Linked DNA regions of Mus musculus: all the other regions are linked to region 1. Evidence: chromatin contacts called from public ChIA-PET, Hi-C, HiChIP or PLAC-seq and promoter capture Hi-C data. All regions are on one chromosome and are shown on one strand. Each heading gives the region's core, a stretch centred on a gene start, on an enhancer-like site or on the middle of the called end of the contact. The rest is flanking DNA. Distances are from core to core; before and after follow the strand shown. Region 1 holds the start of Cwc15 (CWC15 spliceosome-associated protein). Region 2 holds the start of Taf1d (TATA-box binding protein associated factor, RNA polymerase I, D). Region 3 holds the start of Vstm5 (V-set and transmembrane domain containing 5). Region 4 has its middle 62 kb from the start of Fam76b. Region 5 holds the start of Panx1 (pannexin 1). Region 6 overlaps Panx1 (pannexin 1).

What was found. Promoter capture Hi-C pulls out the DNA fragments that hold promoters and counts their contacts. Hi-C and Micro-C count contacts between places; a contact is called where the count stands out from the background. ChIA-PET counts read pairs in DNA pulled down with a chosen protein or histone mark. HiChIP or PLAC-seq counts read pairs in DNA pulled down with a chosen protein or histone mark.
Region 2: a contact with region 1 is called in an RNA polymerase II ChIA-PET map of memory CD8 T cells, with 47 read pairs. The contact joins the promoter of Taf1d here to the promoter of Cwc15 in region 1. A contact is called at or near these places in 6 of 39 promoter capture datasets (the C10 cell line, cranial neural crest, hippocampal neurons and 2 more), 3 of 484 Hi-C or Micro-C datasets (B cells, CD4 T cells and CD8 T cells), 5 of 115 datasets of contacts at active chromatin or transcription factors (astrocytes, effector CD8 T cells, memory CD8 T cells and 2 more) and 4 of 9 other capture datasets (adipose tissue, liver, macrophages and 1 more).
Region 3: an H3K4me3 HiChIP or PLAC-seq map of bone marrow-derived macrophages shows a contact between it and region 1, with 5 times the contacts expected there. The contact joins the promoter of Vstm5 here to the promoter of Cwc15 in region 1. A contact is called at or near these places in 2 of 39 promoter capture datasets (hippocampal neurons and liver), 2 of 115 datasets of contacts at active chromatin or transcription factors (bone marrow-derived macrophages and embryonic stem cells) and 1 of 9 other capture datasets (adipose tissue).
Region 4: a Hi-C map of regulatory T cells shows a contact between it and region 1, with 1.7 times the contacts expected there. The contact joins the enhancer-like site here to the promoter of Cwc15 in region 1. A contact is called at or near these places in 19 of 39 promoter capture datasets (the 3T3-L1 cell line, 3T3-L1-derived adipocytes, the C10 cell line and 12 more), 2 of 15 datasets of contacts at CTCF or cohesin (large pre-B cells and pro-B cells), 47 of 484 Hi-C or Micro-C datasets (3T3-L1-derived adipocytes, the AML12 cell line, the C2C12 cell line and 31 more), 24 of 115 datasets of contacts at active chromatin or transcription factors (the 230-238 cell line, the NIH/3T3 cell line, the SCID.adh cell line and 19 more) and 6 of 9 other capture datasets (adipose tissue, embryonic stem cells, embryonic tail and 3 more).
Region 5: a promoter capture Hi-C map of pre-B cells shows a contact between it and region 1, with 2.9 times the contacts expected there. The contact joins the promoter of Panx1 here to the promoter of Cwc15 in region 1. A contact is called at or near these places in 1 of 39 promoter capture datasets (pre-B cells), 1 of 115 datasets of contacts at active chromatin or transcription factors (effector CD8 T cells) and 2 of 9 other capture datasets (adipose tissue and liver).
Region 6: a contact with region 1 is called in an RNA polymerase II ChIA-PET map of memory CD8 T cells, with 184 read pairs. The contact joins the enhancer-like site here to the promoter of Cwc15 in region 1. A contact is called at or near these places in 3 of 39 promoter capture datasets (the 3T3-L1 cell line, hippocampal neurons and stem cell-derived epiblast-like cells), 32 of 484 Hi-C or Micro-C datasets (the C2C12 cell line, CD4 T cells, CD8 T cells and 22 more), 4 of 115 datasets of contacts at active chromatin or transcription factors (bone marrow-derived dendritic cells, effector CD8 T cells, large pre-B cells and 1 more) and 3 of 9 other capture datasets (adipose tissue, embryonic stem cells and liver).

The regions. Positions count from the first base shown.
Region 1 is chr9:14,497,974-14,502,652 of GRCm38.p6, forward strand. Cwc15 (CWC15 spliceosome-associated protein) reads left to right here and starts at 2,646. Exons shown (of 7, transcript NM_023153.3): 1 at 2,646-2,808; 2 at 3,943-4,081. The coding sequence starts at 3,951. It overlaps Kdm4d (lysine (K)-specific demethylase 4D), which reads right to left and starts at 2,509. Exons shown (of 2, transcript NM_173433.2): 1 at 2,135-2,509.
Region 2 is chr9:15,303,642-15,308,320 of GRCm38.p6, forward strand. It overlaps Taf1d (TATA-box binding protein associated factor, RNA polymerase I, D), which reads left to right and starts at 2,573. Exons shown (of 7, transcript NM_029248.2): 1 at 2,573-2,642; 2 at 4,087-4,180. The coding sequence starts at 4,113. It overlaps 4931406C07Rik (RIKEN cDNA 4931406C07 gene), which reads right to left and starts at 2,526. Exons shown (of 9, transcript NM_001199485.1): 1 at 2,396-2,526.
Region 3 is chr9:15,236,457-15,241,135 of GRCm38.p6, forward strand. It overlaps Vstm5 (V-set and transmembrane domain containing 5), which reads left to right and starts at 2,589. Exons shown (of 4, transcript NM_026955.2): 1 at 2,589-2,902. The coding sequence starts at 2,815. Gm51702 (a long non-coding RNA gene) reads right to left here. Exons shown (of 3, transcript XR_003948285.1): 3 at 4,627-4,679.
Region 4 is chr9:13,887,105-13,891,783 of GRCm38.p6, forward strand. No RefSeq gene overlaps it. Among named protein-coding and RNA genes, the nearest start is that of Fam76b, 62 kb to the left of the region's middle. Within about 2 kb of position 2,732, at least 26 of the 459 cell types and tissues checked have an H3K27ac peak or open chromatin away from gene starts, as enhancers often do. A contact at or near this core is called in the SCID.adh cell line, regulatory T cells and stem cell-derived neural stem cells, where this site is marked.
Region 5 is chr9:15,043,666-15,048,344 of GRCm38.p6, forward strand. It overlaps Panx1 (pannexin 1), which reads right to left and starts at 1,813. Exons shown (of 5, transcript NM_019482.2): 1 at 1,192-1,813. The coding sequence starts at 1,372.
Region 6 is chr9:15,015,941-15,020,619 of GRCm38.p6, forward strand. The region is part of intron 2 of Panx1 (pannexin 1); the gene reads right to left. Among named protein-coding and RNA genes, the nearest start is that of Panx1, 27 kb to the right of the region's middle. Within about 2 kb of position 2,376, at least 138 of the 459 cell types and tissues checked have an H3K27ac peak or open chromatin away from gene starts, as enhancers often do. A contact at or near this core is called in the C2C12 cell line, CD8 T cells, Th1 cells and 10 more, where this site is marked.

The DNA.
Region 1 (4,679 bases), core at 1,396-3,895:
AGACTTCCAATGTGGAATGAAGACCAGTGGCTCTCAAGGAATGAATCCTCCAGGCACCAGAATGGGACAGTCTTAAACTGCGGAGACATGTAGTCTTGTGGACTGTGTGGCTTCTGAGTTCTCAATCATTCCAGAGTCAACATCTGTACTGTACCATGTACACCAATCCAGTAAATCCAGTCTACTCTTTATTCACTGTCAGCTCTGTTCCTCTGCGAACCTTAGCTAATACAGACATCTCCCCAACTTCATTTCTTTGTCTTAAGTGCTTTCACTGTTTAAGTCAAAAGCTTTATGGTATCATTTTATTATTTACAGGTACTTAAAAGTTAGGGGTTTTTTTATTTGTTTGTTTTGTTTTGCCTGTCTCATTAACACTTCCAGACTATTTTAATCAAATGCTTTTACTTTTGTGAACTAACTTTTTAATGCTAAACTGTAATGGCATCATCAAGTGTTAATTAATTAATAATTCAAAGTCAAATGGACTGTGGTGACTTATTGAGTTGATAAAGTCAGCTGGAATATAAAAAGTAAGCATTTCCTGTCACCATCTTGCCACTGCAATTTCATTCCTGTATTTATAACATGTTAGTCATTCACTTAACTAGTATTTACTCAAGCTCTGTCATGTATGGTGTACTGCTCTATATGTAGAGGCCACTAGTGAAGAGAGGCAGGGTTCCTGCTTTACTGGAATTTAGGTTCTAAGGTTAGTCAGACCGTAATAGTATTAGTAACAGCCAAATCTGACTCAACAAAGTCACTTGCTGAGATAGTTCTAAGCACTTTACAAAGTGATGTAATTACCATGGTAACAATAAAAATAAATCACCCTTACTTTTTGCACAAGGGATGGAAGATAGGAGAGGAAAGATAATTTGCCCAACTGTGCATAGCTAAGGAGGGCAGAACTGGGGTTAGAACCAAGAGAGCCTCATAGAAAATAGATACTTAGTCTCAATACTTTGCCTCTGACCACAAAGAAAAAAAGTGCATGAGGTAATATAAACAAAGAGTAAACCCAACTAGAGTTCAGCATTATGGAAATATAGAACTGGGTGCCATAAAGACACTTTTGCAAGGGAGGAAGTGGGGACCAGTAGAGATGTCAGGGGAAACCTCACAGAGGAAGCAGCACTAAGCTATGCCCTGAAGAACCGAGTTACAGGTGTCTTGGAGGCAGAGGTGAAGAACACAGTCCCAAGTCTTTAAAAACAGATGAATGCATGCCTGAACTTAAGTTGAAAGCCAGCCTGGGCTGCACTGTAAGAGCTTGGCTCAAAACTCAAATGAAACAATGGAATCCTGCCTTGTTGAAAGAAACAGAAATGTCCAGTTGAGTGTATCTTGAGTGTGGTGTGCCTGTGACTAAAGGCAGGCAGGAGGCAGACTGTGTAAGTAAAAGCAAGAGGCTGTTTTATCCTAAGTGTCAAAACCACTACCTGGTAATCTGAAAAAATCACTCTGTTTGTGCAAAACTAGGAAAGTCCCTATGAAAGCAATTACAAATCAAGAGGAAATGACAGTGGCCTGAAGGAGTGTGGTGACAAGCAAAGGAACTTCAGGGTAATTTTCACAATACTGGACAAGAGTGGCAGGTGAACAGGATGTGACGAGGGAAGGAAGAGGGTCTCCATCTTTGGGTTTGAGTCACTAATGTGAAAGCGGTGTCCTTTGTGTGAGGCTCAGGGCAAAAATATGAAGCTTTCACCTTCTACTTGGGGAGCGGGCACATTCGGGAGGGAGTGGGTTCTTTTCTAATTCTCTTTCTTCATTTAAAAGTTCCAAAGGAAGGACAGAAAAGAACGGAAATGTTCAATTTTAGGAGACCCTTCCACTTGAGATAAACTGGAGAACAGAATCCTCTTTACCGAGCATCGGCCGTCCCCAAGATCTCAATGATGGGGCACAAGACAACGTTGGCGAAGCCATCTTAATCCCATCTCGTGCTCCTCCTGGCAGTTAGGCCCACTGCTCCATAAATTGTCACTATCGTAAACGCTCACAAGCATCTCCCCTCACGCTACAACGCTTAATGCATATAGCTATATATCTATATATTTATATATCTTAACAAGCAATGCGACTATAACCCTTGCCTTCAAGGCTAGTGGTTTCGCAGGAATGGTACCTTTGGAAAGCTCGTGGCTGCCCCCGTACTTATTTGCGCCTTCTTCATATCCACTTAAGTGACAACTCTAGTCCCTAGGCTGCGGGGTCTACTGAGGAGCAGGAGCCGTTGGGTCGGTCAGTTGGCAAGCTCTCCTCACATCTCTCTTGCGAGACGCGGACCGGCTCCTGGCGCCTCCGTCCTCGCAGAACCGCAGCGAACGAGTCTGGGAGGGGGTCGGGAAAGGAAAAGACGCAAGAGAGATTAAGTAATTGGTTCGCAAAGGAAAAAAGATGATATTTGGGGTCGACTATGAAGCACCGGTTTCAAACGCCCGCCCCCTAAGCTGCCTTGGCTCCGCCCCTAGGCAACGTCATTCCATCTTTTTCCCGTGTCTTTGCTGATTGGTCACTGCGTCAGCCTGTGAGAGACGGTTTAAAAAAAAAAAAAAAAAAAACACACACACAACTCCGGAATTGCTTCCGGGTGTGGAGTTCGCATCTTCTCCACAGCCATTGGAAGTGCGAAGGTTTTGCTTCCGGGTCTCAACCGAGCCCCTGGTGTAAAAACTGGAAGCTCTGCATTTTGTTTCCGGTCTTGGGCCTGGCGCCCCCGGCGCCGAGATTTCTGGGAGCTAAGGGTCGCATTGGTTCATGAGTGAGTTTCGGAAGGTGCTGCGTAGGACCCCCGCCAGAGTGAGCAGCCGGGCATGGTGGTTTGTGGTTCTTGTGTGGGTGGCACCGGGGAGCCGAGTCGCCGCCGCAGCCCGTGACGATCGTACAGGCCGCGGTGCAGGGATGGTGGTCCGGAGCTGAAGCCGAGCCCGGGGCGGTCACCGGTGCAGCGCCTCAGACACTGAGAAAAGCAAAGGAGGGTGGGATGGGGAGAAACTCCCACTTCACACACGATCTGTGTGAGCAGCTGCTTAAGCTAACGGAGATTTAGTAGCCCTGCAGTTAGGCTGCAATTCTTATTTGACAGCTAAAAATGGCAAAGGTTCTCTTGTAGCCTAGGCTAGCTTCGAACTCCCGATTCTTTTGCTTTCACCTCCCAAGCTCTGGAATCACAGGAGTACCCCCATCATACCCAGTTCAGGATGGGTTCTTGATACTTGGTTGGGTGGAGTTCCGATTTTCTGAGCATCGCGGAAGTTACAGCCTTGATAAATGTTGTGGTAACTGCTTTAGAAGAAAATTGAGTCAACAAGATTCTGGGGTAATGGTTGCCCATGTAAATGTCACTGGGGACTTTAAACAAATTTTAACATAATAAGTTTGACTGTGACTTTAAAAGAAATTTGTTTTTTATTGGGTTCTTTGCTGTAGTGTGAGGTTTCTGGTAGAACAGCAAATCTTGGCCGGACAGTTACATTGTGAGATCCTATAATTAAAAAAAAAAAAAAAAAAGAATAAATTTTTTTTAAAAAAGAATAAAATAAAATCTCAGAGAAGCTAGTGCTAGTGGGATAACATTTTTTTAAGTCATTTATTTTAAAAGCTACACTACACTGTTGTGCAAGATCTGACATCATGTATGGGAATCTCATAATACTATAGAAATGTCGGCATTCCACAAATGACAGAAACGAGCTAGAAGACTTGCCCAGGGCTACCCAGCCAGAACAGAAGCACTAACTCAGATCTTCATAGTAGTTATTTATACTGAATAAGAGTTGCCTAGTAAACACCCTGAGTTTCATAATTCGGATTTTTAGGAACTTGTGTTGAAGCAAACTAAGCAATTTTGGGGAGTTTGAGAAGGATTTAAGAATAGATATTTTTGAGTTATCTGTAAAATGAAAGTATAACTTAAATTCACTTTTGCCGAAGACTAAAAGATGACAACAGCAGCCAGGCCAACTTTTGAACCTGCAAGAGGTGGGAGAGGAAAAGGAGAAGGGGATTTGAGCCAGCTCTCCAAGCAGTATTCAAGCAGAGATCTTCCCTCTCATACAAAGATAAAGTACAGGTAAGAAGGCCTTCATTTGTCTTGTTCACAGAATGGGACCAAGCCTCTCTCTATATATATGTATGTATATATATGACTTATGGTCATGTCTAAATTATAGTATTTAGGTTACTGATCTCCAAAGAGAAGTATTTCAAAAAAGTTTACAATAAAATTACGCCCTACAGGTAAAGTTGCTAGACAGTCTTCCAGCATAAGTTCCTTTGAACCAGGAATTGCTATGTGTAGATGAAGCACTCATTAGTCATGATAATCACATCAGAGAAGACGGAGCTGTAGTGAATATGGAAGTGTTGCTCTAACAGCCCTTGAATTGGTGGACTGTTTTAAAAAGCCGAAGACATGGGTTAGAGAGATTTCTCAGCAGTTAAGAGCACTGCTCTTCCAGAGGTCCAGAGTTCAATTCCTAGCAACCAGATGGTGGCTCACAACCATCGGAGGGGTCTGATGTCCTCTTCTGGTGTGTCTAAAGAGAGCAATGGTGTAGTCATATACATAAAATAAATAAATCTTTTTTTTTAAAAGCCAAAGACATTCTGTTGTAGGCAATTGTGTGCTTTAGTTTGTTGTTCTAGTGATAAGGAACACTACGAGTGTA
Region 2 (4,679 bases), core at 1,323-3,822, 810 kb after region 1:
CTCCTGCCTCAGCCTCCAAGGTAGCTGAAATAGGTGACATTTACTTTAGTACTTTACCAAACATTCGTTTTTACTGTCTTTTAATTATTTAACACATATACTCGTGTGTTTCCAATGAAATATAAGTAATTATTGAAAATAGGTCCCAGCTGCTATAATCATACTTGAATTACTCTAAACATATTTTTCAATTGATTGTTTTTAATGGTTTAGAAGTAAAACATGCTAATTTTCTTTGAAATAGTTTAAGACTGATATATCATATACAAATCTAGCTTCCACACTCTTTACCCAGATGCCCCATGTTAACAGTCTATCACACTTTGTACCAGGCGTCCAGAGATATTGCCTAGTATACAGACATGCCCAATCTGCTCAATGAGCAGTGTGTTAATCCAATGCTGATTGCTTGATTTTACTTTATTTTTTGTTGAGATAAGGTTCACTATATGGCCCAGGCTAGTCTGGTACTGTGCTCTTCCTGTTTGGATCCCTTGAGTGCTGGGCCAGTTCGATGTATGTACTACCACACCCAGTCTTAGTATAGCTCAGTATATAGTGAGGAAAATGAAAGCACTTTAGATGATTATACTTGTAGTAGAATAATAGGAATAATAGGAATTCAAATTAGAGTAACACCCCCCTTTTGGAGACAAGATTTTTCTGTCTAGTCCTGTCTGTCCTGTAGAACTCATTCTGTAGACCAGGCTGGCCTCGAACTCACAGAGTACTGGGATTAAAGGCATGTGCTACCACCGCCCAGCAATATCCCTAATTTTATACTTTCTACTTTCTTAAAAGAAAATCAGTTTGTTTTATATTCCTACCAAAATAGAGACAAAGTCTAACCATGGGACTCTCCAGACCGAATAACTGGTTTAGAAATGTACGTTTGTGTAGATGACGGCAGGGGAGAACACGTGTGTGCAGAGGTTGGAGTTGGAATTAGGAGCCAAAGGGAATGGTTTCCATCGATAGTCAGAGCTGCTCCAGCACAGCTTCCAGCCAGATGAAGGCAGATATTTACTTTCCTGATGTAAGTGGTGGGAGCCAATGGCTCAGACACAGGGTAGAGAAACGTGCAGGGGGAGAAACGACACGGAAAGCAACAGGCTAACGGTGACAATCATGCTGAGTGTCATGATTAAGGCCATCCTGTATTCAGAAATTGTCAGGCCCTTTAAAGTCCCTCAAAATTCTCAAATCCATGACAGACATATTGTACTTCTTACTGTACAGAAAAGGAAACAAAATTTATTCAAGATCATTCAGTTGTTACATGGCAGAAACAGGATTCAAAAGCAGGTTCAAGCCAGGCATGGTGGTGCACATGTTTAGCTCCAGCACTGGAGGCAGAGGGCTGTAAAGGCAAGAGGTTCTCTGTGAGGTTAAAGCCAGCCTGGTTTACAAATCAAGTTCCAGGATCGTCAGGGCTACATAAAGAGACATGTGTCAAACAACAGCAGCAACAACAACAAACTCAAAGGCAGGTCTGTAAATCCAGAATGCACCCCACCCTAAGCTGAATCAGCAGTGAAGAAATGGCCCCTTTGGCTGACACCAGGAAGACTTCAGAATAATCCTGCAGCACCAGGAGAAGTGCCCATCTTCCACCTAGAGGGGACTTCTCTCTTCCAAATATATTGCACACAATATATTGCTAATTATTAGGTACTTATGATATACCACACTTTTACGATATACTAGACTAGTAGGGTTCAAGCACAAGGCTGGCTTTACAGCTTTGCAAATAGTTCATTCAGTCACATAGGACCCTATATTCATACTGATCTAACCACACACACAGGTCTTTGTTTGCTTTTTTTGTTTTTATTTTTTTTTCTCCGTGGTGCCATGTACACTAGGCAAGCTCTCTATAATCCAGTTATATCTCTAGGCCAACAACTTTACATTTGAAATGTGTTTGTCTATGAGAACTCAAGGGATAGTAATATCTGCCCTCTCACCACAGATCTTGTCACGCACTCAATAAGGTGTTTGTAATGTTCCCTTACAACTTAGTCCTAGTGGACCTGCATGGGTGCAAAGCCAGAGTCAATGCTGCAGGATTCCACAGACTGTTGGACAGTGTGTGCAGGGGTCAAAAAGTAGAAGGTGCCGGGCGTGGTGGCGCACGCCTTTAATCCCAGCACTCGGGAGGCAGAGGCAGGTGGATTTCTGAGTTCGAGGCCAGCCGGGTCTACAAAGTGCCTTCCAGGACAGCCAGGGCTACACAGAGAAGCCCTGTCTCGAAAACCAAAAAAAAAAAAAAAAAAAAGTAGGAGGCAAGTGAGGACACAGGGACAGTACAGAAATCCATAACACATGCCACCCTTAGTCTGACAGAGAGCTTGGCACACTGCGGGCTCAGTCACCACAACAAATCGACGCTCACCTGGCCCGCAGTGTCCTCCCACTTGCAGGAAGGCCTTCTTTCCACTCAGGTTCGAACACAGGTTTAGTCTCCTGCCAGTCTTTTCTGATAGCTCTAGGCCAAGGGAGAGCCGGGGTACCGCCCCTCCCGGAGGCCCGCCCACCACACGCACAGCCACGCCCACCAACGTGTACTCACGCGAGATTTCGTCCTTGTCCTAGTCCGGCTGCTGGGCGCCGGGAGCGCTCTTTTCGACGCGGCGGAAGAGGTAAGCGGTTGTTCACTGTGGCCGCTCAGGTCTGCTGCGGGCGACGGGGCCGCAGGGCGGGGTTCTTTGGGCTGCGGTCCGCGCGGAAACGGCGCTCTTGTAGGGCCAGAGCAGCGGGCCGGAATCCCGCCATCCGCAGGCCGCACGAGGCTCCGGGTCGCTGTTGGGAGAGGCCGAGGTGTTCTGGGCCTGGAGGGCGTTTTTAGTGCCGTGTAAGGGGTCGCGTGCTGCCTGCGCACATCTCTTAGGTTACGTTCCGAAAGGGTCTTGCAGCGGGCCCACGGCGCATAGTCGACGCAGCTCACCACGTGGCCTCCAAAGCTTGTAGTCTCGGAACTGTAAAGTAGCGTACAGGTGGGAGTGATTCCTAGGAATTATCTTTGATTTACTCACAGGCATATCGTTGGGGCGACCGGGTCAACCTTAAATTTCAGTTTTGGTGGGTTAATTTAAAAAAGCAATTCATGTAGCGGGCATTTTGCAATCTAAGGTCGTAGTCACCCTGTTTTTCTTATCCTCGAAAGTTGTGATTATTTTTAGTTCTAGGATTTTGTGTAGCCTAGGAAAACTGTAGTCTTTTCTCCTTTAGTACATATGGCCGTTTTGCCTGCCTAATATTTCTACACCACGTGCACGCAGTGCTCACAGAGCCCAGAAGAGGACATCGAATCTCTTAGGACTGCTTACAGCTATTTTTAGGCTGGCATGTGAGTTCTGGGAGTCTCATCTTAGTCCATTGACAGTATTCTATTCATTTCTTTTTTGGGGGGGGAGGTTTCGAGACAGGGTTTCTCTTTATAGCCCTGGCTGTCCAGGAACTCACTTTTTAGACCAGGCTGGCCTCGAACTCAGAAATCCTGCCTCTGCCTCCCGAGTGCTGGGATTAAAGGCGTGCGCCACCACGCCCGGCCATTGACAGTATACTTAACTGCTAGGCTATCGTCTCAGCCATAATCTAAAGGTTCTTTTACACGTTGTTAGGATTACAGGCCTGTGACCATTTGATCAGTAGTGATTTTTGAGCCACTATCGCCATATCCCAACTACCCGAACTCTGTTTCAGTGTCGAGTTCGCAGCCCAGATTGGAATTAGAAATGCTACTGTGAGGCTAGGTGGTGGTTAAAGCCATGTCGGGTTTTGGGGGTAGATTTAGTGAGAAAACAAACTGCATTGGAATGTGGCTTCTTGTTTTCACTCACATATTTAAAGAAAACTATGCCATATGTGTGAGGGTACTCTGGAAGACAAAAGATCACTAACAGGGAGCTGGAGTTAACAGGAGATTGTGAGCAACCCGATGTGGATACTGGAAACAAGCCCACTCAGAGGCTTTAAAGTAGATATAAAATGTACTATCCATAGGGATTTTACAGAAATTCACACAGTGGGAAGGAGTATGCTGAACTTAGACTGCTGGTACATCATTGAAATCTGTGATTGCAGAAAATTGGGAAAGGCCGCGAAAAGTGATGGCTCAATCAGAAGTGAATTCTGTCTGTGTGGCATCGGATAGAGCTGGAGATACTGGAGACCAAAGGTAAGGTAGCTTTTGTGGGTAAACTAGAGATTCAGTCCAAATGTTCAATTTATTTTTGAGACATCTCAGTAGATAGAGCCATGGCTGCCCTCACCCAGGTAATCCTGCCCATCTACCTCTCAAGAGTTGGGATTAAAGGCATGTTACCACACCCTGCACTCCAGCAAGTTATTTGTAATGCTTGTACTTAAAATAGATAGAGAGAACCTCAATTAGCATTTATATTAGCTTGACAGTTTGATTAAAACTGTATAATTCTACCAACCTGAACATGTAGGAATGGAACATAGTTTATTTTTTCCAAGAAAACTACATTTGGGGGGCTAGTTCTGGTTTTATTGGCCCATTTTTGTTTAGTAGGTAGATAGTGGAAGCTTTAGTGATTAAGTGGTGCTTTTGAAAGTTAAAACTGAACATTTTAACCAACTGTCTTGTTTTAGATATAATAGTAAGTACTAGTGGTTAACTGGTACTGAATCTATTCTAAAATGCTGGGTAT
Region 3 (4,679 bases), core at 1,339-3,838, 740 kb after region 1:
AGTGAGCTCTCAGGTCAGTGGGAAAGCTGGTCTCAAAAATAAGGTGGAGAAAGGCCACAGAAGCTCTTGCCCTTGACTTTTGGCTTACACACACACACACACACACACATACACACACACACACACACACACTTTATTTTATTTTAAATTGACAGATAGTAATTATTGTGCATGACCTAGTATGTTAAAGTATGTGTACACAGTGTCAGCACAGTGTGAATACGGAGCTGAATAAAGTAGCACAGGTCAGATGGTCATCACTTGCGAGCCTTCTTCCACTCAGCGTTCACTCAACACATTTCGTCATTAATTATCATTTCCGTGCTGTGCAGTAAGTAGATGTCTTGAATATATTCCCCCTAATTGTAATGTCCTGTCTTTCAACCAACATTAGCTTTATGTCACAGAAATCCAGTTCAAGCTACTGGGGAAAGTGAGAGTTCAAACCCCAGAGCACACACTGTATCTGCTTCTCTCCCTGGGTCCCGGCCCAGTTTGTCTCATCTTAGCTTCATTCTTTTGACTTTTAAAATATTTTTATTTTTGAAAGAGAGCCTTGCTACGTAGCCCAGGCTAGCCTCAAACTTGGTTTCCTTCTTCCTCAGCTTCTTAATTCACCATACCTGACTTAGCTTCATTATGAGTCCAGGACTTCTTGTGTGACAGGCATGGGTGGTAATACCTGTAGGTTCATGTCCTCTGCTTTAGCAATCCCAGCAATGGCCACATGCCACTCCCAGGGAGTCCCCAATGGTCTCATCTTTTTACCCATGAGCCAATGATAGCCAATAAAGAGGACACTGTGAGTGCAGTTCCAGGGTAGACCATTCTTGTTCTCACCAGAATGTGTGTGTGATGGTTAAAATGACCAACTTAATGGTTCTAGAGTCACCTGGGAAAGACGTCCTTTGGCACACCTGTGAGAGATTATCTAAATCTGGTTAATTGGGGTAGGAAGGCCTACGTTAACTTTGAGGGACACCATCCCGTGGGTGAGAATCCTGTACTAAACAGAAAGGAGAATGCAAGCTGAGCCCCAGCATTCATCCCACCCAGAGTCTTACTGCAGATACAACCCCCCCCAAGAGCCAGATCACAGTAGGGCGTGCTACATCCCATGGTCTCCTGGGAGAGCATGCTACACACCGCTGTCTCCTGGCACTTCCTGTCTTTCTGTTCCTCCATCCTCACCTAGCGAGATTTGTCCTCACTTGAAATTTCACGAAATATGTCAAGAGCTCCAGATCTAAGGAGAAGGAATGTCTTCGAGGCAGGAGGAGAGCTGTGAAGCGTTTCCTGGAAAGACTACTTCTCTCCAGCTCAGAACAATGAGTGTATTAAGGTTACATTAGCAAGGGTCAGGAACATGGGTGATTCCAGCGGCTGCATTACAGAGAAGCCCAGCCCAGCCCATCACTGGGGCTCCCTCTACAACTTGCAGCTCTGTGGAAGAGTCTCCTCTCCCTGGCAATGGCATACTCCAAGAGTTCTCTAAGTGCCCTAGTGCCCTGAATCCTTTGAGTGGCTTGTGCTTTGTGAGCTGCCTCCTCCTTTCAGGAAAGAGTGTCTCAGCTGGAAGGAAACGGCTACACAGCAAGCAGCCACCGCCCTTTCTATCCTTTCCCCAGGAAAGCAGAATCTTTTCCAGAGCCGCCCTCCCGAGTAGACTTCCCTTTTAAGTATCACTGCTGTTTGCTCGGAATCTTATTCCCTAGTAAGAAGATCTAGCTCTGACGAAGTAAACCATACTGCCACAACTAGCTTGGGCCAGTTTTAGTTTCCCCGACTTCCACATCTTTACACATCACCACATCCCCCTTTGAGTCCAGCTGCTTTGAGTCTTACAGCATCCTGGTTCTTCATTTAACAGCAGACTATATAGCAGTTGGTCATTGTTTGCAGGCCCCACCCCTTGCTAGGATTCCTAAAGTACCTAGTCACTCCTGAGGATTCCAGAGTGCTGAGATTACAGGAGGGCCACCTCTAGGGGCTCTGCAAATCAGTGTGGTTGTGTCTCTAAGTGTAGCTCAGGCATCATTCCAACACTGTCCTGTGGTGGAACGCCCACCTGAGCCAGGTCCCAGACAGAACGCAGCTTTCAGAATCCTTTCCTGGCTGGCTGAGTAACTGGCCGGATGGATGGATAGTCGGACGGATGGACGGACGGACGGACGGATGGATGGATGGACGGACGGACGGACGGACGGACGGATGGATGGATGGATGGATGGATGGATGGATGGAGCATAACTGCATCTACTCCACAGAGCCAGCCTGAGTCACCCTATCTGTTTCCCCTCACTCCTCACACCCCAGGCTGTCACTTGGCTTTCCTAAAAGCCTCCCACTTGCCCATGAAGTCCTCAAATTGTCTTTTTGGACCCTTGAACAGCAGCTAGCACTAGCCCTCCCCCCAGTCACCTCCCTGCACTGAACCTTGAATTGATAAAGTGGGTGTGACCCTCAGGAAATTGCTCATTATTTGCCATTAGTGCCTCTGAGTGCGTGCCTTCCCATTACCCCATATCTTTGCATATTTATAGTCCTCCGTTCTTTCACTCCTCCCTCCCTCTTCCCTTCCTCCTTTCTTCCCTCTGTCCTGGGAACTGGTTGAACCAGAGTACAACCTGCTCATCTGCCTCTGGCGGAGCAGCTGCAGGAGCTGAGACGTGCTGAGTTGCAAGCAGAGCAGCAGAGCCAAGGCTTGGGAGGCTAGGCTGGCGCGCTACGCTGCGGGGCGCTGCTGAGGGCGAGCATTGGACCGGCCACCTCCCCGAGGCCCATGCGGGGTTCTATACAGCCCGCGGCTCGCTCATGAGACCACTGCGGTGCGGGGAGAGGACCCAAGGCATCCCGCTGGGGCTGCTCGCGTTCTGGGTGACTGCTGCCCGCTGTCTGCAGAGTAAGTGCCTGATTGGGAGACCTCGTAGGTGGGAGCAACATGGAGGGTGGGAAGAACATCGCTGGAAGGAACGTCCCCTATGGTGCTGTCGGGAGGCCAAGGTGATGCGGGCTAGTCTCATTTCACCGCCTCTAAGCTGGCGGGGCGCAGCTGGAGAGTCCTAGGCCGAGCCAAGGCTCTCTCAGTGCTCTGGGCCGCTGTGGCTGCTGCTGTCAAAGCAGGAAGCCGTCCTGGAGATAACTCGCTCCCTGCCGGGCCCTGGCCTCCTGGGCAGCAATTTTTATTTTCTTTCTGAAAATAACCAGGCTGCAAACCCCAGGGTGCTCACTGTCACTCTCTGGTGGTAGACCCTCCTTGGGTTTCCTGGGTCCTATGGATCTCCCTTAACATGCAGCAGACTTCCAGGTAGCCTGGGGCTCAGGAAAAGAGGTCGTGGGGTTCACTGGAGCATGAGACCAGAGAAGGTGCCCTGTGAGGCAGCACTAGAATGGTGAGTCAGAATGTGGTACACATTGAACATCATCTATAGACACGAAAGATTATAGTGCAATTCTCTTCTTGTTCAAGGACTAACATTATTACCATTACCATCTTATGGGTCAGTTCATGGAGGTTTAGAGAAGCCAGAGACGGGTGGCTGGAGTTAAGAGGGCTGGTGGGGAAAGCAGATCTTCATCAAGCGCCTTTGTTCACAGATTCTTGGGATCCACAAACTTCCTAACCATTTAGCCCATATGAAATGAGAGCCTCTTTTTCTGTGTTCTACAAGTGCTGCAACTGAGGCACGGGAAGGCAACACTGCTCAGGGAAGGTGACTACCTACCTAGCGTGCGGTGAAGCCAAGGCTCAAACAGCTTCTAGGTCTTTTCTTGGAGACCAGCCTTTGTATTTGTAAGACTCAGTAAGACTGGGCTGAGATGGCTGGGCTGTGGCTTCTGCCGCTGGGGGGCCTGGACTTAGCCCCTTGTTAATCCATCAGGTAGGAATCTTGACAGTGATCTTTCCCGTTGTTTTCCCAAGTACAAGTTTCTTGTCACCATTCTTGCTCTTGGTACAGCCGTCTGTCTGTGATGTTCAGAGGGTAATATCCAGAGCCTGACTTCTCCCTGCAGGAAGCAGGCCACAGTAGGATACAGTGGTTAACAATTTTTCCTTTGACGTGGCCTTTGAAGGAGGTAGGTGCTGCCTTCTGGGAACACTTAGAACCCAGATTTGGGAAACCAGAGGACTCTCTGCAAAGGAACCCACACTTACCTGGTCCTAGCAGTTAGATGGGAGCCACCATGACAGTGTGACATGTAAGCCTGAGGAGTAGGTGAAAGTCTGTGTCACCTGGTGACTGTCTCCTGCCCGGCTGTCACCAGGCAGGTCAGTACTGTCCGCTCTGATGAGCCCTGAGTCTGCCCCTCTCCAACCAGGAGCAGCTCTTCCCAAATGCCGAGTGGGTGTGAGCCTGCTTGGAGGGGGCCTGTGCTGGAGGCCAACCCAGCAATGTGGAGAGGGCCTCTCCTCTCCTCACCAGCTCCCTGCATCCTCTGCCTCCTCAGCTTCTGCCAAAGGCTGGGGTATAACTCAATGGCAACTCTTTTCTAGCATGAACAAGGCCCTGTGCTTGGCACCTAGCACGGTTAACAAGAAACCATAAATAATATAAAAGAAGGAAGAAAGTGAGAGCAAGAAGCTGCCTTCAAAAAAAAAAAAAAAAAAAAAAAAAAAAAAGCCTGTGTTACAACATGTCCCCAAACACAAGATTCCTGTATTTGGAAGCGTTTGCTCT
Region 4 (4,679 bases), core at 1,482-3,981, 610 kb before region 1:
GTTACAGGAGGTGACTACTTCAGGTTTCATGTCCTCTACTGCTAGGAGTTTTAGGTCACTCTCATAGATTCCTGGGAGTTTCCCTTGTCCTGATTGTATCAGAGATGCACCCTCCCCCACCAATTTCATTTCTCTCTCTCAGTTCTATCTGCCTCCATCTTCCCTACACTTGATTCCCCCTGTTCCCCTCTGCACTCCCTCTCTCACCTAGTTTCAAATGTCCAGTATCCTTAGTCATCAGGGAAATGAAAAAAAAAAGACTCTTAGATTTTATCTTACACTAGTCAGAATGGTTAAGATAAAAAACTCAAGGGATAGCACATGCTGGTGAGGATGTGGAGCAAGAAGAAGACTTCATTACTGATGGGAGTGCAAACTTTACAACCACTTTGGAAATCAATTTGGCAATTTCTCAGAAAATTGGGAATAGTTCTACCTCAAGATTCAGCTATACTACTCTTGGGCATATACCCCAAAGATGCTCTAACACCACAATACGGACACTTGCTCAACTATAGTCATAGAAGGTTTATTTATGAATAGCCAGAAACTGGAAACAACCTAGATGTCCCTCAACTGAAGAATGGGTTAAAAAATGCAATACATTTACACAATGGAATACTACTCAGGTATTAAAAATAAGCATATCATGAAATTTGCAGTCAAATGGATGAAACGAGAAAATCTAATCCTGAGTGGGATAAGCCACACCCAGAAACACATGTGCATGGTATGTGCTCCCACAGAAGTGAACATTAGCCATAAAGTACAAGATAGCCATACTACAATCCACAAACCCAAGGAAGCCAAGTAACAAGAAAGACCCAAGGATGCTTGACACTCACTGAGAAGGGGAAGCAGAATAGACACTGGGGATGGATGCACAGACAGATTTTAATGAAAGAACAGTATTTTAATGAAAGATCTAGCCCATATAAATACAAAGGCATGTCAAATCCCAAAAGGAGCAGCACAGTGGGTCCCAGGAGGACAGATGAGCTAGCCAGGGGCCTGTGCAGAGCTGAGAGGCAGACTCTCCAGCTGCAGCTGGAAGCTTCTGTGGACCTGGAAAGACCTAATACTTCTTTCAAGCCCAACAGGAAGAAGAAGGTACAGCTGACCGCTCTCGGGCAGAGAGAAGTGTCTCTTACTACAGGGAAAGTTAAGAAAATGATCTAATTCAGGACTGAAATCTGTAACATAAAACCCAACCCAGGGCCCACATTCTTAATCTCACTCCACCAGTCCCACAATGCTCTTCATGCTCTACTCCTGGATGTGCATGGGCTGAGTCCCATGGTACTCACACAGATGGCACCGTGCCGTGCTGTGCTGTGCTGAGTTCATGTAGTCCAGAGGCACTGATGGACACGAGGATTTCCCAATTCCGTGTTCAGGTGATGGCTTAAAGTTGGCACAATGGGAGAACTTACACCACAGAAAACAAACACTACACGCCAGGACTTTCCCCCTGCAAGAACTGGTTATTTAGAACTCCTCAGGATTCTGCTGTCTTGGTATGCTTTGTGTACGAAAAGATATGATGACTATCTGCTTCCAGATGGTCTCATGGGCTTTGTGGAGTGGTCTCCAAATGGTCTCTCATAAGGCTTTCATAGTGTTCACAGTAGGTACAGGAGGACATTTCCTGTGTGGAATTCAAGGAGATAAACCTATTAAAAGCAAATCCCTTCGTGCTGCCTTGGTGGTTCTTCCAGCTTCTACAAGTGGGCACATTTGCCATGAAGGGTGCGACTTGGCAGAGCCCCAGAGCTCTGGTACAGGGAAAGATGTACAGCTCTGGGGGTCGCAGCTTCACATCCTGCTCATTACTTCCTATTTGCCCTTGTTAATGCATCAGCTTCCCCCAACGCCATCTTTATTAGGAATATTGATGATCTAAGCCTGTGATGGCTCCCTTCCCTAGATCTTCAATAAGTGTTACCTTCATGTCCTTCCATGGATCCCTTCTGGGGACCAGATGTCACTGTCTAGGTGTATTTGTCTGTTCGTTCGTTTTCAGGTGAGAAGGATCTTATTCTTGTCTAAGTCCTGATATGTTTGTTGACTCTGAAAGATGTGGCTCAAGTCTGGAGAGCAGGAAAGTGTGCCAGACCTTTCTGAAAGGAACCCTAGCCAGTGCAAGCAAACCCAACAGCAACACACAGAAACACAGTAGAAACAGCCACATGCAACAGCCCGCAGATGTGGGCCCTGCAGCGAACCACAGTGTCCCGGGCTAAACCTAAAAACCCCAGGAGAGGTACACTGACAATATCGGACAGACTCAAATGTGGACTCCCATCTAGGTGGCTAAAACTTGTTAATTAGGAGGGAGGGGTGACGGTAAAGTAGAGCTCAGTTTATCTCTTTCTTAGCTGCTGTGTCCAGAGTCTCTTTCCTTTTGCTCTGTCACCCAAGCTTTCTCTTTTTTTCTTCCGATTGCCCTTTATCGCTTCTCTATGCGGTCAGGGGTAATGAAACTTGCCAGCTGCATCTGCCCTTGAATTCAGTCCCCAAGCATCCTCAGGAGCAGGTGTCTGGAGCAAAGAGACATTTAAAGCCTTCTGTCTTACTCCCTTCTCACGTTTGGAGGCTGCTTTTCTTCCTCTTCTTTGATCTCACAGTCTGAGACGCACAATAATTACAAATATTAGAGTTGGCGTAGGGCGGTCAGGATGCTTGGAGCTGACAAAGGGACTCTTGTACTGAGAGTAGCGGAGGGTGAGCAGTAGGTGGCGCTCTCTAGCCAGCAATGCCCGGTGGGATTGGACAGGTCAGAGTGCACCTTTGTTCTGGAAGCTTGAAGGGAGAAGCTTTTCAGCCCATCTACAGGAATGGCTAGATCTTGATTCCCGTCCTAATTTTACTTCTCTGAGCTATTTAGCATCTTCATGACGTGTTGAGGTCTGCAGAGCTGGGGGAAGCTGGGAAATGAACTGCCTAAAGATGTTACTAAAACTCATTTTAACTGCTGGAATTAATAGATGGATTGATATTCTGCCTGGATGTCAGGTCGGTGGTAATCTTTCAGAGAAAACGTTGTGCTGGTGTGGGAGCCTCCTCATCCTTCCACAGCACTTCATGTCGTGTGATCACTAAACTTTATGGTGATATATAAACAAATAGTCAACAACAACAGATCTTCTTAGGAAGTGTGAAAAAAAAGTCTATTTCTATTTGAGGAACCTTTGGAATGCTCAACGTAAGTGGGGCAGGTTTGCTTAGTGTCACTATGGCAACACGCTCCACACCTGCTTCCTGGCCCAGTAGAGGGCCAGCGCTTGGCTCAGGGCTTAGCTCTGGTTGGGAAATTGATCAATGTGGACTTGAAGGCTTCACCCCATTCCTATGCTATGCTCTAGAAAGGAGGATATTTCTCTATTCACAACCCTGACCCCCCCTCGCCTTGCCTACTATGGAGACCCTGGCAAAAATGTGGCCCTGTGATAACATGTCATTTACAGCCAGCAGATTCCCCCTTGTCTTAGGTATGGTTGCTGTGGAGAGACACCATGACCAAGGCAGTGTATATAAGAAAGCATTGACGTGAAAGCTTGCTCATGGTTTCAGAGGTCCCTATGATCATCACGGTGGGAAGCATGGTGGCAGGCAGGCAGGCAGGCAGGCAGGCAGGCAGGCAGGCAGGCATAGCACTGGTGCAGTAGCTGAGAGCTTACATTTGGCTCATAAGCACTTGGCAGAAAGAGAGGGGTTTGAAACTTCAAAGCCTCCCTACAACAAGGCCATGCCTCCCAGTCCTTCCTAAACAGTCCAACAGCTAGGAACTAAGCATTCAAATAGAAGACCTTACATTCTCATTCAAACCACCACACCTTATTTCTCTCCTCATACCGTGTGAATTATGCTGCTCTTCTCAGGAGGGACAGCATTCTGCTCCACTCTATTTGATTAAAGTGTCCCTCCACCTCCTCACCAACACAACCCTGCTTCATGAGTGCTGACTATCCCAGTTCATCTGGTACTGCTATGATCAAACAAACAAACAAACAAACAAATAAAACCCTGAAGTTCCTAATTACATTTTAGGATGTCCAATCACTCCACCCAGTTTTGGATTTATGAGATACACATGGCTTATCATAATTCCTTTCTAGCTTGTCTGAAGCAGTGGCCTCGTGGGGGTGGAGTAGAGGCCTAGAGCCAAAAGCACCAGTCATGGGGGCTAGCAAAGGAGAAGCTGTGAGACTGAGTCACACGTGCCTTCTCTGAAGTTGTATATCCCAATGCAACCTCTTAGGACCCTTCTGCAGGCTTGTGACCACTGGTATGTCCAGACAGGAAAACCCTGTGTCCTAACACTCTTGAATGCCTGTTGCTAGCATTCACCTGCTCAGACCAGCAGAATGTAAGCTACTGGAGTACAACAGTGCTGCTGTCTCAGTGAAGGCAGCATACACAGCTTCTAACCGAGCATTTGAAGGTCTTCCCACTGTGAGTCTGCTGTCAACTTGGGGCTGCTTCTCTATCTTTTTTTGTGTTCATGGAGAATATTTTTCACATAATTATGTAAATCTAGAGATAAGGTCCTGTCTTACCCTGGGGATGGGGTGAGGGTGTCACAGCCAGCATGTAACATAATCTCTCATATGAATAGCTGTTACTATGTTCCTAAAGGGCTACCAACACAAAGGAAGCAGGCAGTTTTGCTCAAAGCA
Region 5 (4,679 bases), core at 563-3,062, 540 kb after region 1:
CAGCTTTCTGTAGCCCCTCCCTCATCCCTCAGGGGACCCATCTTCCTTCCTCCGCTCACCCCTCATCCATGCAGAAGCCCTCTCACCTGCATGCCCCAGGGCAGGTCCAGCTCTCCCCTCCTCCTACATCCAGAAGCCCCTCCTACATCCAGAAGCCCCTCCTACATCCAGAAGCCCCTCCTACATCCAGAAGCCCCTCCTACATCCAGAAGCCCCTCCTACATCCAGAAGCCCCTCCTACATCCAGAAGCCCCTCCTACATCCAGAAGCTATGTGCCCTCACTATGACTCACTGAATGCTGCTGTCAGCCTGTCTGTCAACAGCCTCCCAATCCCAGGTGAGTGAGCATGTGCTTTCTGTAGTAATCTGACCCAGGCCCATATACCCTCAGCTTCCCAGAGGAAGCCCTCTACTCTTGGCTGACACAGCGCTTTGAGCTTCCTTTCGGGGAACATGTAAGTCTCATCTCAAAATCTTGAACAGTCTCATCTGGGGCTACCCACACCTGACACAGGTGTTCCTCCAGGTCCTGCCCCACCTGCTATGCTACTTAGCTGCAATTCACACCCTCACTCAGGTTATAAAAGTTAGGATAAATAGGACCACTCACTCTGCATCATGATCTTGCCCACAACGCTAGCCTTTGGAATTGCACTAAACTATTAGGGCGAAATGAGAGCTTATATGAAGGGGATTGGGTCATTTCTTCATCTTTCATTCATTGCAAGGCTTAGGTTGAGGACGTCTCCTGCCTCCAGGGGCAGTTAATCCCCAGCACACATAACCCTAAGACAGAACTCAAGTATCATTTAAAGGCAAGACAGTGAAACAGCACCCTGTATGTGGAACGCTTGTCTTTACATCCTCCCTGGACCCACTCAGGAAATTATAGGTGACTGTACAATTACTGGAGAGAGGAGTAGGGAGAGCAGTTTTTGGCACGTCTCGCAGCAACAGGCTGAATGTAACTCCAAGCCACAATAATGAGGCGCAGGAGACAAAGGAACTGGAAAGAGGATACTAGGAAAGTCAACAGAGGTACCCAGGTTACACATGGACGAATAATGCTTCAGAATCGCTACATTAGGAGGGGCGTGCGGAAATGCCAGCTGCGTGCGGTGAAATTTCTCAGCAACCAACCTCAGACAATGCCAGCCTAGCCCAGACTGCCCCTGCGCCCCTGGCCTCACCGATGGAGATCTCCTGAGCGAAGGCCAGCGAGATGAGCAGCAGAGGTAGACCCACGGCAATACATGTGACCATCTTGTCCACCGCCAGCTCCAGTCGCAGCCCCTTGAACTTGGGCTCGGTGGGCTCCTTCAGCAAGAAGTCCGAGAACACATACTCCGTGGCCAAGTGGGCGATGGCCATGGTCAAGGCGCACCGGGTGCCGCGGGACGGGCAGCCGAGGGCAGGCGCCGGTGCTGCCGGCAGCCGGGGCGAGACGCCGAATCCGCGCGGTCACCGACCGGGCGCGCGGCTTCCGCTTTCCCTTCCCGGGCTCCCGGGCGGGCCCAGCATTGTACCGCCTTGGCTGTCGCTGCACCTACCCCGCAGGGACCGCACGGGAGCTGCAGCTGCCTGGGACCGCCCCAAGCAACGCAGGGTGCACGAGCCCCGGAGCTCCGGCGGTAGCAATCACTCCCGTGCTAAGCCCCCGCGGGCCCGGCGCGCGCGACACCAGGACTCCCTCCGGCCACTCCGAGCGCGCAGGGGCAACAACGTGCCGGGAACAAAGCTCTTCGCTACAGCTGCCCGCGCCCGCCCTGCGCGCTCGGCTACAGAACCGAGCTCTTCCGGAACCTACGCGGGGAAAACCGGGTTCCCAGGGGCGAGCAGTTTCCGGAAGCGCGCTGACGCGGGCGAGGTGGGCGCGGCTGCACAAGACCCTAGAGCCGTGTGTGTGTGGTTTTGCACTCCTTTCTGCTGACAGCCTCCCTCCCCGGAGCACGAGCTAGCCCCTTTCTAAGCCTTGTCCACCATTGAGAGCGTTGATGCTGAAGATGAACCAATGTCTTGTGCAACTCTGCACGCTAGACAAGCGCTTCAACCACAGCGCCACACTCCAGGGTGCAATCCGGGTTCTGTTCAAAACAAAACAACAACAACAACAACAACAAAAAAAAAAACCTTCAAAAACAACGGGTGTCAGAAAAAGGTCGAGATAATCTTGCGGTGATGACCGAAAGTATATTGTAGAGAGGGCCTGCATCTTTCCAGAGTTCTGTAAGGGGAGGGCATGCCCAGCCCTTTGCCCTTTCCTCTACCTTCCTGTCTAAAGCAGTAGTCATGGTTCCTGAGGCGCCAACTGCTGTGTATGTGGTGTTGGTGAGCTCCTTCTGAATACCTCACCTACAGTAGACAATGAAGCATCCAAGAAATGTTCCAACCATTTACGGCAAACGGCCTTGGAAGGTGAATGTGCCAAGCATAGACGCCTTCCCTGGGCTGTGTACATCAGCGGGGTCTGAGTAGGGTAACTCCAAGGCCCACATACTGGACCTCTAAAGACCATCAGAGACCTTCGCAGTCCTGTGCTGACAATGCTTCACACAATCCTTTCTCAGACCTCAACTACTGTCTTCTACCTTTCCCAAACCATTGTTGTTGGTGCTGGCACCCAAAGTAGAAGCCGGGTACTCCATTTTTAGAGTTTCCATCACTCTTGACAGCTGTGCCAACCAATTCTGAATTGATGTGCTTCTCTTTTCTAAATATGGCAGACTTGACCGTTCCCCACCTGCACAGCCAGCAACCAGCACCCAATTTACCCACCCATCCCTAACTGCTTACAGGAAGGCATCCTCCAGACCCTCCTAATCTTTCTCCAGATGGCTATGGAGTGCTGGGAGATAAAAGTGGTACTTGCATGCTTTAATTAATTTTACTCAGACGGTCCTAAGTGAATCTCTTTCACCTTGAGTGGTTTTTAAGTGACCCAGTTCCCACTCCTGTCTGTTCCTCGAAAGGCATGTGGCATGGGATTGAGGTGACACTGGGTTTCACAGCCTGAGGGGACGAGTCTGTTTGGGGCAGGCAGAACTGTCCTGAGTATTTTCTAGGAACCAGTAAGTCACACACGCAGTTTCTCTTCTCTTTCTGCCAAGATCAACTCATCCAAGAGGAGAAATGGCCCCTTTGAGAAGCCTCGCATGACCCCTCCCCTAGTTGGGATGAGTCAGGCACTCTCTTGGTGCCCCCAGTTCTCTAACACCCAGCTCACTCTGGGCCGGGCCGGTGATAGTGGGTTGCGTATCTGTTCAGTGATCACACATGGACTTCTGAGGCTCTCGGTTGGGTCTCGCAGTAGTTTTATAAACTTCCCCCACCCTGGCAGTTTTGTTCGTTCATTAAAACATCAGTCAAAGACTGATGAGCTTAAGAGAGAATAAAGAGAAGCTGTTGGGAACTGGGAAGAAGAGACGCCTGGCACTGGTGTGGGGTCAATGATGGAAGGTGGGGCCGGAGCATAGTCTGAACTTGTAGGGAGTGGCAGAGGGAAGTGCTGTACAGAGTTGGGCTTTAAAGCCCTTGCTCTTCAACAGTGTGTGGAGGGGCGTGGAAGGAGAGCTGAAGCAATGAGGCTTCCAAGGTGTGCAGGAGAAGTAAAGAAAGCCTCCGACCGATGGTAGAAACAAATGGGTACAAGAGCTGGGTATGAGAGCTGAGGGAACCATTTTCCTTACTCAAAAAAAATCAGACAAAAAAAAAAAAAATCTCTGGCTTGAGCCAACATTCCTGGGAGGAAAACAGAAGGTAAAAGCCATGAGCCCAGTGCCTAAGTTCGTTTCTTAAGCCTCGGTCTGTCACCCAAATAAGGATGGTTCGATAGGGTCCCCTCAGATTGTTCTTAGAATCCAACGGAATACCAGAGGAGTGTAGTGACACACATTGGCAGTCCCAGCACTTGAGAGGTAAAGACAGGAGGCCCAGAGCTCAAGGTCACTTATGGCTACACACTGAATTTTGGGCATCCTGGGCTACATAAGACTATCAAATAAGGGTGTGTTATTTTATTAACAACATTTCCTGAATTGTACACCATTCCCATTAATAATCTCAGGACTCTAACACGTCAAGTGAAAGCATGGCCAAAGTGTTTTACTTTATTTTTCAAAATAGACCCTAGGTTTTAGTGTAAAGTTTGTCTCTGTGTGGAAAGCAGAGGTCTATGTGAGCAATATTCCTCTATCACTCCCCAGCTTATTTTATTTTACTTTCTCTCTCTTTCTTTCTTTCTTTCTTTCTTTCTTTCTTTCTTTCTTTCTTTTTTTTTCGAGACAGGGTTTCTCTGTGTAGCCCTGGCTGTCCTGGAACTTACTCTGTAGACCAGGCTGGCCTCGAACTCAGAAATCCGCCTGCCTCTGCCTCCCAAGTACTAGGGTTAAAGGCATGTGCCACCACACCCGGCTTTATTTTACTTTCTTTTCTTTTCTTTTATTTCATTTTTGAGACAAGGTCTCTTGCTCTCTGAAGCTGGAGCTCATTAGCTCGGGGAGCAAGACAAGCTAGCCAGCGAGTGGCAGGTTCCCCCTTGCCCCTATCTCCCCAGCTGCCCTCACGGCCACGTGACATACCCGGCTCCTTTCATTGCTGCACACAGGCCCTCATATTTGTATGACAATCCTTTTGCCAATGAACCATCTCCCTAACTCCAGATTTCAATTTGATTTTAGTT
Region 6 (4,679 bases), core at 1,126-3,625, 520 kb after region 1:
AGTTTAGCTGGCACTGAATTGAGACATGCTTACACACACCCTGAACCCCTAGTCCCTTGAGAGCCATGCCTGGTGGACACACAAGCTAGGCGGCTGCCAAGAGCTGAGGAATGGGAGTTTAGTGGACACTGAGCTTTGTCTGGGAGGTCGGAGCTCAGTGGATGGATATGCAGAGGACTGTAAGCTGAACAACAGGAATTAAGCACGATTAGTCACTCAAAAAAGTGACTTAAAAAGACTGTTCTGAGGAAAGGGGTTTTGTAATCTGAAAATTCTCCCATTTCTTCTATTTAAAGCTATATAAGATCATCCTATTGCATTGTTATTTAACATGTAAATTGTACCACTATAACATATGTTTACTGTTTTTTTAAGTTTTAGATTAAACATATTTCTATATTTTATTTTTACAAGGCAAAAAACTGAAAAACATTCCGTGTGGGAATATAGCAGCTATGATTACTGATTTGTGCCCAACTCCAAAGCCACAGCTTTATGTCCAGTTGGCATGGGCTACTTCTCTAGTTAGGGAACAATCTTGGAAAAGTATATATTTTAGATTTACCTAATTTTTAATTATGTCTATGTGTGTGAGAGTGTGTGTATTAGGTATGTGTGGGGGTCGGATCCCCTGGAACAGGAGGTACAGGCAGGGGTGGATGCTAAAACTAAGAGCCTCAGAGACCAAGGTCCTCTGCAGACCAGAGCCTGCTCTTAAACAGTGAGCCATCTTGACTGTAAGCCCTGCTCATTTCCGGGACTCTCACAATCAAATCCCACACACTGCAAGGCCGTGGACAATGAGTCTTTTCTCTGACTGTTCTGTAGGCCAGTCCTACAGAACTCCCTCCGAAGGCCCTGGGGAGGCCACCTCCCCCACAAGTGTCCCCACATTCTCTCCCCTTGACGTGTGTCTATGTGCAATTTTTCTCCTCGTAAGAGGACACCATCAGCTCCAGGGTTGGTCCTCATAACTCACGACTGAATCTCTAACAAACTGTTCAACTCAAGTCATACTCTCAGTATACAGGGTTAAGATGGCAACATAATCTTGGGTGACAAAATTCAACCCCTGCCACCACACCCATGTCCTTCATCTTGGTCTCTGCCCCAGAATAGCCCTGGAAGCATCTGGCTCACCCTACTGTACTGACAAGCTTATATGTACAGGATAATCTGCCCTTTACTCCTGCCTCTCAGTGCCACTGCTCCCCAGAGTCTGTCCTCAGTAGCTTTGACTGTCAGCTTGACACAGCCTATAGTCACCTGGTGGGGAGCCTCGGATGAATTCACTTAGAGTGGCCTGGAGGTGTGTCTCAGGGGCAGGGGCTGTCACTATTACTAACTGATAGGAGGAAGTAGCCTATTGCAGGCAGCACCACTCCCTGGGCAGCTGGTGCTGAGCTGTGTAAGAAAGCTAGGTAAGTATGAGCCTGAGTGTGAACCAGAGTGTGAGCCAGAATGTGAGCCTGAGTGCGAGCCCGAGTGCGAGCCTCAGTGAGAGCCTAAGTGCGAGCCAGAGTGAGAGCCTGAGTGCGAGCATGAGTGCGAGCCAGAGTGCGAGTCTGAGTGAGAGCCTGAGTGTGAGCCTAAGTGCAAGCCTGAGTGCGAGCCTGAGTGTGGGCCTGAGTGTGAGCCTGAGTGAGAGCCTGAGTGTGAGCCTAAGTGCAAGCCTGAGTGCGAGCCTGAGTGTGAGCCAGAGTGTGGGCCTGAGTGTGAGCCTGAGTGTGAGCCAGAGTGTGGGCCTGAGTGCAAGCCAGAGTGTGAGCCAGAGTGTGGGCCTGAGTGCAAGCCAGAGTGTGAGCCAGAGTGTGAGCCTGAGTGTGAGCCAGCAAGCAATGTTCCTGGTCTCTGCCCTCATTTCCTTCAGTGGTGGATTACGACCTGCACATGAACCACATGAACCCTTTCCTCTCCATGTTGCTTTTCCTCAGTATCTTATCACAGGGACAGAAAGGAACTAAAGAGACACCATCCCTTCTACACCCTCGGTCTCACAGCTTCCACACATCACCCTGACAGGTGCCCCGAGTGGGCGCCACCAGACTAGACTGCTGTTCCTCAGACAGTGTGAGCCTGCACACCAGTGTGCCATTGTGGGGATTTCTACTCAGACCTGCAATTCCATGTCTAGTTTAGTTTCATTTCTGTTGCTGTGATAAAATACTTGGACAAATTTAATTTATAGGAGAAGTGGCTTATGTCAGCGCCCCAGACACCTGGCATGCTACCCCAGTGGTTGGTCAGCTGCTACCACAACACATAAGCATAAACACAGTGCCTGTCTTCCTGGGGTAGCTTTAACAGTGACTGTGTGGCTTTCAAGATCTCTTGGTGTCACCTTGTGATTGGCTGTGTGGTATCAAGCCCTGTGTGCTGTCGGCACGTTCCCTTCTCAGAAGCGCCCACATCCTTCCGCTTCTGTCCTGACCAGAGCCTTCCCTGAGCCTGACTGGTGGTCTCCACGCCTCTCCTCTCTGACACACTAGGCTCTCCCTGCTCCCCTCCTGCCGACCAGAACCCACCTCTGTAACTGGCGAGGCTTCCCCTGCCTCTCCTCTCACCACTAACCACCACCACGACTTGGCTCTGAGGACAGACTCTTAGAACCAAGCATACTGCCAGGCCCACGCAGCGGCTCCCACTGGTCCAGCATTTGCCATATGCCTGTTTGGCAGTCACAGATCCTACTCTCCATAACCCTGCTTCCATTCCACTGTGCCGTGGCCACCCTGCTTCCCAACAGGACGAAGCATCTCCGGGAAGTGCCTCACCCCACACTCCCAAGGCCAGTGGTTCTCAACCTTCCTGATGCTGCGACCAGTTTTACAGTTCCTCATGCCATGGTGACCTCCAACCATAAAATTATTTTGTTCCTACTGCATAACTGTTATGTGGCTACTGTTATGAATCATAATGTAAATATCTGCTATGCGACTCCCCCACAGGTTGAGAAGTGCTGCCCTAGGCAGTCCTGCTGGGTTGTTAGCTCAGCATCTCCATGTGGTCTCCAGCCTCTCAGCCACCTCGTTCTCGTGACTCACGGGACACAGTCTTCCTGGTCACACCCTTCCCTCCTGTCCACCCAGCTGTGTGTAAGGAAGGCACATTTTCTGAGAAGAACAGAGCCAGGTTTTTTGTTTCTGTTTTACCAATCACTACTTCTATACACTCACTCTTCACCCACAACCACCTGGCTGTCGCTTCACTAAAGCCCTGCAGCGGGAGCACTGAGGAATAACAGATCCAGTGAGTTGGGCTCCACTCGGAGAACAGCTGAGGGACAGGAGAACTCACGGCTCTGTCCCTGGGTTTCTGGGAAAACCATGCTTTATCTTTTCTGTCTCTCTTTCTAATTCAGTTCACCACCAGGGAGAATCTGAGAATCTGAGACGCATTCTGTGGCCCACTGCTGCCAAGCAGAGCATGAGGGCCCTCGATCAACATCAGCTAAAAGGAACTCCATGTCGCTGTCTGCAGCTAGGAAACCTGATTCCTCCAGCTCCCTGAGACAACCTCCATGTATCTCAGTTCCTCGAGCCCACTGGTAGTAGTGATGGGTCTGATCAAGACCTCCTACGGACATGTTTCTGTTGTGAGTTTTCTCTGGATTTTCCTCATTTGTGGTATGTCATATGTGTATAAATGCCAAACACCCTGCATAAAGAGCCAAAGAAAGCACACGGGTGATGCTCTAGACGATGTCCCTTTCCTCCAAGGGGGGGACTCAGCTTCACTCTGGCAAACATGTAACTTAGAGACATCGTCAATGTCCAAGTAGTCTCATTGTCCAGGCTCTGAAATGACTCAGACCAGTACTCTAGTCCCTGAAATGACTCAGACCAGTACTCTAACCTCTGGGAGGGAGGGAGGGAGGGAGGGAGGGAGGGAGGGAGGGAGGGAGGGAGCCCCTTACTCCCAGCTAAGCCTGAGGGTTGACCAGGCAGGTTTCTTCACTTTCTGTCCCCAGTCCTAGAGCCTGGTAAGAGCTGGGATACTCAGAACCGCCATAGCAAATGAGCTCAGCTCCAGAAAGAGCCTCAGACGCTCATCCCAGCAGGTCCCCTTGACTTGCAGACCTGGGTTCTGTTTGTGCAGCCCCAGACTACTCTATGACCCCAACATCTGGAAAAAAAAAACAAAAACAACTGAGGGTTTCTCTTGCTCCAGTGGTCTTGTGGCAGCTCAGGTCCCTGCCAACCCTTACCTTAAGCAATCCCTGCTACAATCTGAGGCTCAGCCAATGCCAACTCAGACTGGCCACAACTTGGCATTTCCACAATGACAATTTAACATGGACTTAAAACTACAGCAGCACAGACCGAGATTTACAAGGCTTCCTGTTTTCTGCAAGCGTCCACCTGTGCTGAAGGTCCTTACAAGATGATATGCTGACACACAAGGCCGACAAGAACCCACTCTGCACGCAGGCTGCACATTAAAGGGGAAAGGCCAACCCAGGCATCACGTGGTACCTCCACGTCAAATGTGCATGGAGTCTTGTAAGAGAAGAAGGCCGACTGGGTGTCCAGACGCAGTTACAGTAGCAGAGGATATGCAGTCAGCTCTAGCCCTGCAGAAGATGCACATCTGTGTTTTCAGTAGATTAGTATCAGATGAGACAAATGTTCTGGTTGGTTTTTACAAGGGGCAAAAGAACCAGTAGGACAGGCTAAAGC